Regions from separate parts of the Macaca mulatta genome. Here region 2 is linked to region 1. Evidence: chromatin contacts called from public Hi-C data. All regions are on one chromosome and are shown on one strand. Each heading gives the region's core, a stretch centred on a gene start, on an enhancer-like site or on the middle of the called end of the contact. The rest is flanking DNA. Distances are from core to core; before and after follow the strand shown. Region 1 holds the start of ARHGAP28 (Rho GTPase activating protein 28). Region 2 overlaps ARHGAP28 (Rho GTPase activating protein 28).

The links. Hi-C and Micro-C count contacts between places; a contact is called where the count stands out from the background.
Region 2: a contact with region 1 is called in a Hi-C map of fetal cortex germinal zone, with 2.1 times the contacts expected there. The contact joins the enhancer-like site here to the promoter of ARHGAP28 in region 1. A contact is called at or near these places in 2 of 14 Hi-C or Micro-C datasets (fetal cortex germinal zone and fetal cortical plate).

The regions. Positions count from the first base shown.
Region 1 is chr18:77,825,402-77,829,795 of T2T-MMU8v2.0, reverse strand. It overlaps ARHGAP28 (Rho GTPase activating protein 28), which reads right to left and starts at 3,008. Exons shown (of 18, transcript XM_028838212.2): 1 at 2,159-3,008. The coding sequence starts at 2,886. LOC144336386 (a long non-coding RNA gene) reads left to right here and starts at 2,240. Exons shown (of 2, transcript XR_013408129.1): 1 at 2,240-2,382; 2 at 3,032-3,273.
Region 2 is chr18:77,987,588-77,992,176 of T2T-MMU8v2.0, reverse strand. It overlaps ARHGAP28 (Rho GTPase activating protein 28), which reads right to left. Exons shown (of 18, transcript XM_028838212.2): 11 at 23-185. Among named protein-coding and RNA genes, the nearest start is that of ARHGAP28, 160 kb to the right of the region's middle. Within about 2 kb of position 3,201, at least 7 of the 40 cell types and tissues checked have an H3K27ac peak or open chromatin away from gene starts, as enhancers often do. A contact at or near this core is called in fetal cortex germinal zone and fetal cortical plate, where this site is marked.

The sequences.
Region 1 (4,394 bases), core at 1,759-4,258:
TATAAACTCAAGTGTAGTAGAGGTCTAGAAAATAAAAAAGAATGGTTTGCTTTGAGAACCTATGCCACCAAGAGCTAAAAAATAATGATAATTAGATACAAAAGTCCACGCTTTCTAGTGCCATTCTGGTCATTGCTCCACAAATAGGTTACAAATGTGTAAGCAATTTAAAGGAAAGGGTATTCTTGAAAGAGAGAGTGCTTTCTTCAGAAGTAGAACAATATGATCTTGCTTCTTGGCTTGAAAGGAAGTATTGATCGTTAGTTAGTGAGTCAAAGGTTAATAACTTGGGCCTGATTATTTCTGTTATCAGACTTACGATTAATGGTGTCCTCTGGCTCTTTGTAAATACAGGAACCTCTTTTTGATTGCTTTTTTACTAGGAACCAAGGAATTAAGCTATTCTCTTGTGATTGGGTTGCAGAGGGCCGGGGGGCCTGCAGCAGAGGGACAATGGTACCAAGGCTCCCAGAGAGTGCAGGGCAGTCACCAAAAATGCAAACTTGGAACGACGTGAATCTAATTGGCAACCTTAAGGTGAAATACTAGCTCTGACATGTAACGCTTGCTCTCAAGTATTATCATTCCACAAGACCACATGCTGAGTTAATAGAACTTCTGCTTCTAGTTTGCTTTGGAAACGGATGTAGTTTCAAATCGCCCAAATGGCACAATCTGGCTGGTGCTCTGAGACAGCTGCTGGGAATTATAGACAGGACAGCTACACTAGAATCGTTTAAGAAATGGACAAACTCGGCCCATGCTTTTCATCAACACACACACACACACAGACACACACACACACATATATATATATATATTTAGTTAGTCATAATCTGAGTACTTACAGCCAATGATTATGTTTAGAAAAGAAAATACCCTAAAGACAAATGCCAGTTTTTATTTTCAAGGAGCCTTTAAAAGTATATGCACAACTCCTAAAGCTGGAAAAAAATGTTATTTTCCCACTGTCTTTATATAAAAGTGAGATTTCACTCAACCTGCTGTTTTTGAAAGAAACAACATTTTCTTTGTTAGCCAAGTCCAACATAGATCTCTTGCCAATGTAGTTTGTTCTTCCCATGGATACTAGCCAAAAAGTATTCCTTGAAATAAAGTCACAATCTGTTAATTAGGAAATCAATTAAAATCACAATCAATTAAATTAGGAAACAGAAGCAATCATTATCACGTAACTAAAGTTAAAAGTATGAGAAAAAAGAAATGATTAAAAATAAACATGATGAAAACACATCACTCAAATTGCCCACTTGTAAAGAAAAGCACTCATCAATGGATCAGATAGTCACATTTACACAAATAAAACTTCCCCCAAATATGTATCAAATACCAAACCATCTCACTCATCACAATACTTTTGTCTACCCACTTAACCATTTTTGTTTTAGTTAAGGAGAGTCTCATTGGCCTTGATCTTGCATCAAATGGATGATCACTGACACAGTAATTTAACATAGATCCCTCATTAAATCTGAAATATACAGGATGAGATGCGTATAGGCTTCTTTTGACCAAAAGGAAATATAATTGCATTCACAACATAGAGTTGACATCAGCAGTAATCAAATAATGACACCAATGCATTTATACAGTTGAAAGGTTTTAACATGTAGAAATAAAATTGTCTTTTAAAGTCTACTGAGGTGTACTTTTTAGAGAATTTCTCAACCTACATTTTAAATCAGAAATGCAGTTACTGAACAAGCTCTCAAAAGGAGTATTTTGAGGATTTAGGGTTATGTATTTTAATGTTTTCTTTTCATGTGCTGCTTGTGTTTCATTTGGAAAATTTTTTAATTTCCCGAGATTTTATAGGCAACTTTGGCCGAAATGGGTGTATATATATATATATATATATATATATATATATATATATACACATGACTTATCCTCAAATCGTATCAAGAATGCAATCCCGCTGCTAATCTCTGCTAGCCAACGACTTCAGCCCAGGCTAGTGCAGCCTTCGAGCGTTTCCCACCTCCAGTCAAAGACAATGCAAAGAACCCCAGGCTCACTCATCTAGTCCACCAAAACTTGAAACAACTATCTGCGCCCAGGCAGAAGGCGCAGCTGCACGGCGAACCCCCCAAGCCCGGCGCGACTGCGCCGCCCTGGCGGGAGCGGCTCCGGGTACCTGCTGAGCGGGTGGCTGGCGGCGGCCCGGGGCGCGCAGCGCGACTCTGCGTTGGGGGGCTGGGCGCGGGCGTACGAGTGGTAGGCGGTCAGCACCACGCCGCCCGAGTCCTCCACCTCCATCGTCAGCCACGCATGTCTCGGCGCCGGCCCCAGAACAAAGACCGGGACCAGCATGGACCGGCGCGCCGGGAGGCTGTCAGCAGCTGGGCAGCGGGGCCGGAGGTGCGACCAGCCGCTCTCTCCCGCGGCTGTCAGTGGCCCCCGGGCAGGCCCGCCCCGCCCCGCCCCGCCCCGGGCGCGCGAATTCGCAGACGCTGGGAACCACGCCCACGGGCTGGAGTAGGGGCGGGCATTGTGTGTGTGTGTGTGTGTGTGTGTGTGTGTGTGTGTGCGCGCGCGCGCGCGCGCGCGTGCGTGCCTGTGTGTGCGTGTGTGTGCCTGTTTGTGTGCCTGTGTATGTCTGCACGCCTGTGTGTGCCTGTGTGTGCGTTTGTGCCTGTGTGCGCGCGCCTTTGTGTGTCCGTGTGTGCGCTTTTGTGTGTCCGTGTGTGTGTGTGTGTGTGTGTGTGTGTAAGCCTTTGGGTGTCCATGTTTGTTCCTGTGTGCGCGTTTGTGCCTCTGTGTGCGCGCCCGTGTGTACGTGTGTGTCCGTGTGTGTGTGTGCGCGCGCCTTTGTGTCCGTGTGTGTGCCTGTGTGTTTGCGCCTGTGTGTGCGTGTGCGCGCATGTGTCGGGAGTGCGGGGGGAGGTGTGATCCCCGCTTCTAGGAAACTGGAAACCGGCCGGGATCCTTTGGGGCTCCTGCTAGCGGCTCTAGTAAAGTTTGTTTTTCATTGTTTCTTTTTTTTTCCTTTTCTCACTCCCCCTCCCAGCCCGCTTCCAACTGGAGGCTTATCCTGTGGCTGGGAACATTTCCTGCCTGGCTGCAAGGAGTGAGACTAAGAAACCATACCTCAGGCTGAGGAGAGAGGCGGGGTTTGAAATGTGTGCTCTGGGGAAGAAAAGGAGAAAATGTGACACTCTGTCATTTAAAGCATCCACATCAAAAATTGAAGAACTGGATTACCTTGCTGTTGACTTAGTCAAGTTACAATAAACTTGATTTCCTTTTGGGTCAGGTAATTCCCTCTCATAGCAAGGGAACGCTTCCCTCCCCCACCCTCAATCTCACTACCAGACTCTTACCTCACTCTCACATCCCTTTCCTCCTCCCAGTCATGATCAAATTAACAGATACCGTTTGCAGCTTGTCTGAAAATTAGACTTTATTATTATAGGCCAAATGGATGTTATTTCCAGAAGTTACTGTTGGTGGGGGAGGATGTAGGGACTGGTTCGAGGTAGATAAAAAGGGGCATCATTAGAAATCTTGAGTCTGAAGTATGTCCTTATCCACATAGGACTAATAGCACAAATGGAAAAATACGACATTCTTATAGCTGATTAAAAAGTAACCAGAAGTATGCCTAGGAAGAGGCCCACGTGAATGTTTTACTCACATGGACAGTGTTTTATCTGCTGTCTCTTCCACACATCCCTAGGAGCTAGATGAAGTAGAAAGACAAGTTAATCTATCCCTTACTGGAGGGCAACTTGATCATGCTACTTAACATCTCGGAATCTGTGTTGCTGCCTCTGTGAAATGGGGAAAATAACATTCATCTTGTAGGATTAAAGCAACAAGTACCTGTTAGGTTTTCAAGAAATGGGGGTACTCTTTGCTCTTTACATTCATCAAGAAGGGACACATTTATTTTCATTGCACTTTCAGAGTTTGGGAAAACATAAGTTTTTCATCCAAAATGCTTTAAAAAATGTTTTATTAATTAAACGGTAAGCTAATAATGACTAAATTTACTAACGTGTTAGATGGTGTACATTAGCTGTTTAAACAATGGTGTACATTAGCTGTTTAAACAGGTAGGTAGTATTATTATCCCAATTTTATGGATAAAGAAACTTATCAAGCACGAGTGTATGGAAAAGACACATGCAAAGAATGCTTTATTCTCCAAAGTTTTCAGATAAAAAGAGGCATCTGTTTACTTACTGTGCTTTATGCCAATGCATAAAACTAAGACAATACCTTCTTAAAACGTGAAGTTGAAAAACCACTGTAGGTACTGATATGTATCCACAATTCTTCATCTAAAACCTTGGGAACAGATGCATTTCAGAAATTACATCTACTTTTTATTTTTAAATGATAATTTCATGCATGCACCATTTAATATA
Region 2 (4,589 bases), core at 1,952-4,451, 160 kb before region 1:
ACATTTGACGTCTTCCACCTACTTTCCATTAGACTGATGAAGGCAGGTATGTATTCCACAGGGAAGAGAGAGGTGGGTAGTTCTCTGAAAAATGCTTTCAACATTACTGCAGCTTCTCTATGGCACATTTTGTCCCACTTAAATTTATCAGCATTAAACTTGGCATCAAGTTCTTCACGGTATTGCTGTAAATCAAGGAAAACAGTCAATATTCAATGTGTTTTTACCACGTGACCCCATTTTCCCCTTCCAAAACTGTTCTTATATAAAGTATTTTTGTAAACAGACTGGTAAGGTAATGTCTCCTAAGAGTAATTTTTTTCAAAGGGATTAAGGGAAATAGCTATGTGAGGATGAATTTTTAAAAACAATTTTCTAAAATATTTAAAAGATAATGTTAATCTTGAAATAATTTTCTAATTCTACACAAATATAGAAGTTCTCTACTCTGATCACAGTTTCATTTCTGTGGTTTTGGCAGAATACCACTATTCCCACATGATAAATACACTGTTGGATTCTGACAAAGTCTCCGTTCCCCCTATTTCATAATGCCTTCTGCTATCCTCTATTTCTAAATTAGATCAAGAAGGTTTGCCTCTTAGCCAGTTCACATACAGAATGAGAACTATCCCAACAAAGTAACTCTGACCTCACTGCAACATGCAAACCTATGACATCTTCCTGGAGCAGTGACAGCAAAGTTTTATTCCAAGACAGACACGTCTTCCACATGTTTGCACGCTTGCCCAATCCTTCGTAAGGTTTGGAACACTGTGCAAATACTTTTAAAAAGATCTCTAAGCCTCTGTAAGTTCTACTTGGCTTACAAATTTTACATTATTAATTCATCTGATTATCAGTGCCACTCAGGCTTCATGTTTCTTTTCAAAGGCAAACTCATTTTTTACTGCTCCTTTGAACTACAAGGTTTACCTATAATGCTAGCAGTTATAGTCAGTCTCCCCGCTGACACTAACTGCTCCAGAAAGGACACTTAGAAAGGGAACTCTAAAAGCTCTGTTTCTTTAAGACCTCTGCTTTATTCTCATGAGAAGCCTAATTCTTCTGGCCTTGAGCATGCACAGCCAGAGTCAGTGTGCACATCTGACCTTTTCCTAATAAGGATCAGCTCATTAACCAGCCAGCCATAATCACTCTCTTGGCTCCCAGAGCCTGCAAACTGGAGGTCCCTGGCAGCACAAGTTTCTTACAGAGATACACGTGATTATGATGCACCCTCTAACCCCTACTGATAATATCAAAAGGAGATTTTCTTCTTGTCCTGGAGAAGCTTTCAATCTTACAGGAATACTTCAGCTAATCAAGAAACGCTTTGGTGATAAATACACTTTACAAAATCTTAAGCATAAATATAAAGTTCTTTCTAGAATGAAAGATATATAGTGGGCTCTGAAAAGAGGAGGATGTATGAGATCCATTCTTTGCCTTTCGGTGTCCTGTAATCTAGTGGGTGGGACTATTTCATGGGCTGATATTACGAATTCAGAGTGCACATGCTGTAAGAAAAGTCATGTATTGGTGCTATGCAGCCAGGAAAGAGAGGAGTCAAACGCTGCTAGGGCCAAGTCTTGAGGATTACAGGAGAGAGGAAATCGAAGGGGATCCTGCTCAAGCAGTGATACAAATGCCAGCAGATCCAGTGTCTGCGGAACTCCAGTTCATTCAGCCTTGCTGGCACATCAAGGGCAAGGAATGAGGCTGGAGAGCAGCCAGCGCCAGTGCTAAGGGGACTAGCCTTCACCCTGTAGGCAATGAGGCAGACTGGAACATCTCTAAGCACAGGAATGGCAAGGGTAAATTTATCTTTTCTGACAGCCAGATGGGAAAATGATTTGGGGGAGCGTGGAGCTTGGCACAGGTCAGGTGGGTGGAAGCAAGTGACAGGCAAAGAACCCAGTTATCAGGCCACGGCACCACTTCCAGGGACGGATAACTAAGGACTAATCTGGATAAACAGTTGTAGGATAGAAAGGAGAGGAGGCATTTAAGAAATGCCCAGGAGGGAAAATTCTCAAGAATCAGTGATGGATTGAATATGAGACTCAGAGGGAGAAATAATCATCAGAGATGATTTTCCAAGATGATTTCCATCTGATTTGTAATGGGCAGATGGCAGTGTTGTTAATAGGAAAAATACAGGAGGAGGAGTAAGCATTTCCCATCAGTCGCCTGGTACCACTGCAGTAAAGCAAAGGGGACATTGTTTTCCAAGTGCACAGGAAGCACCAGCGAGAGGAGAAGAATTCAAATTCATTTTCCACATACCTCTGCCAAAGGAATCTATCTGAATCACGAATGTGGCCATCCTAACCTGTGAGTAGTGCCCAGTCACCTAAGGGGCAACAGGGCACCTGGGTCAAGGGCAGGTGCTACAACCAGATCCTTTAGGATTTTATCCTGACTCTGCAGCTGACTAGGGTATGGTCTGTGCTTCAAGCTTCCCAATGTACAATGGAACATTAAAACGACATTCCCAAGATCAAAACAAGTGGCAGGTCCTGCTGACAGCTCCCAATAAATGCCGCACTGACTGCTTGCCCCGCCCCCACTCTCAGGTCTCTTCTAACCCGCAGTGTCATTACTATGGGAACCCCACACGTATGCGGTGTGACTGTTTAGGGAATAATACTGCGTCATCTTGTCTGGATGGCTGGTATAAAGCAACGCTGAGAGAAAGAATGTCTGTTTTTTGGTTCTGAACAGAGCTGACCTTATATGGTGGTCCCAATGTGAAACCATGTCAACCAGGTGTGAGTTTACCTTGCCAAAGACAGGGAGCACTTAGAGGTTCCGAAGCCCTGTTTTTCTGACCCCTGTTACTGAGAGCACTAGGCAAGGATGAGAAGTCTTGTCATTAAAACTCCCTTCAGCAAAAATGCAACCTGACTCTATTTTGGAGGTAGTTTTATACAAATGCAAATGACCAGCCTAAATAAGCCAGGTGAGGTAATTATAAAACATTTAGAACAGCCTTGGAATGATTCGAACTAGTCAAAAAAGAAAAACTCGCATGTCAAACAGTCTGTCTCTTTCCATAAAATATATTCCCCGGTGTTCGGCTCAAATTTCTGTCATTTTTGAAAGAAAATCATTGCAAACACCAACCAAAGCATTAAATTGGTTCCAAATGAGCTGAGGCCTCGAGTCTGGGACTTGGCTCCGCAGCTGCGTGTTCCCTGTTTGGCTAAAACCAGCAGCTTCCTCCCAGGGCTGCTTCCCTGTCAGCCTCCCCAAGCATTTAAGCACAAAGCCAGGCCAGACCGTTCACAGTAATGATACACTAGCGGACTACAGGGCTGGAGTCATCAACGTGGTTCAATTCGAGGATTATTATAATGGAGTTTTCAGTAGTTCAGTGGATGAATTACAAAAAAGGAGGTAGCTTAAATAAAAAGCTTGAATGAAGGAGAGGAATAAAGAGCCCTTTAACGCATCACGTTTCAATGTCTTTCTAACTGCAGTGTTTCCCGGTTTCTGTTCACTTGCCCAGATTTCTTTCACATTGGCCTTCCTGGGGCTCAAACCATGAAAACATCTGGATTACATTTTCCACTAATAAGTGATGGAATAAATAGGCTGAAACTACGTAAAACTGGGGAGAAAAAAGACTTTGACCTATATGTGGTCCAGGAATGCATGTGCCTATAAGAACATTCTGAAGGAATGATTAGCCTTTGAGAAGCATTTTTCAGTGGAAGATTAGACAAAGAAAGGTAACTGCTGCTATGACATTAAACTTTGTGCACATAAGAAATGCCCTGTAATGTTTTCTCCTTTTGGTGATTTAGAAACAAGACATTTAAGTCATATCCATTATGCATGTTATACACCCATGCATGCGTGTGTACACGCACGCACGCACGTGCGCGCGCACACACACACACACACACAGAGGAACCAGGAAGAACATATGCAAATAGTTTCCCAATTATGGACAGAGGTTTCAAGAGATGGAATATGTTTCTGTTTAGGAAATTTCTTTCTTTCATTTTGGTTCTCTGACTCTGCAGATATAACCAAAGATTTAACCAAAATAAGTAATGGTTTTCATCCTTACGTGTAGGATACATCTGTTTAGAAGAGTATGTAGGAACCAAACACACGAGAAATGGAGACAAAAAGCAGATTCAACTTAGAAAGCATAAACCTTAAGGAGCCGTTGGGCTTCTCCCTGCCTTCCACAAGAACTTGTGCCAGCATTCAGCCAACTCCACTCTCAGGGAAGTCGTAACCCCTCAACATGCCTGGAGCCCTGAGTCCTGGTGCCCTGCTCTGACCTCCCTTCACGGAAGACCTCGCCCTCATGTGCAAAAGCTCAGGTAGCAGACTCTCCCAGCTGCAGGCCCCTTCCAGATGTGGCTCAGCCATATTTTCTGCAGGAAGCCCCAGCCCACGACGGAGGGAGGCACGGGTACTAGGGCCTGGCCCATTCTGCCCAGCACACAGCTCCTCCACGATTAGGAATTGTCAGACCTGCACCGTGGTCGGAGCCTCACCCCAGCCAATCCTGATTCCTGCCCCTTTCATCCTGCAGAAGCAGTACTGCCATGACCCTCCTCTGCTCC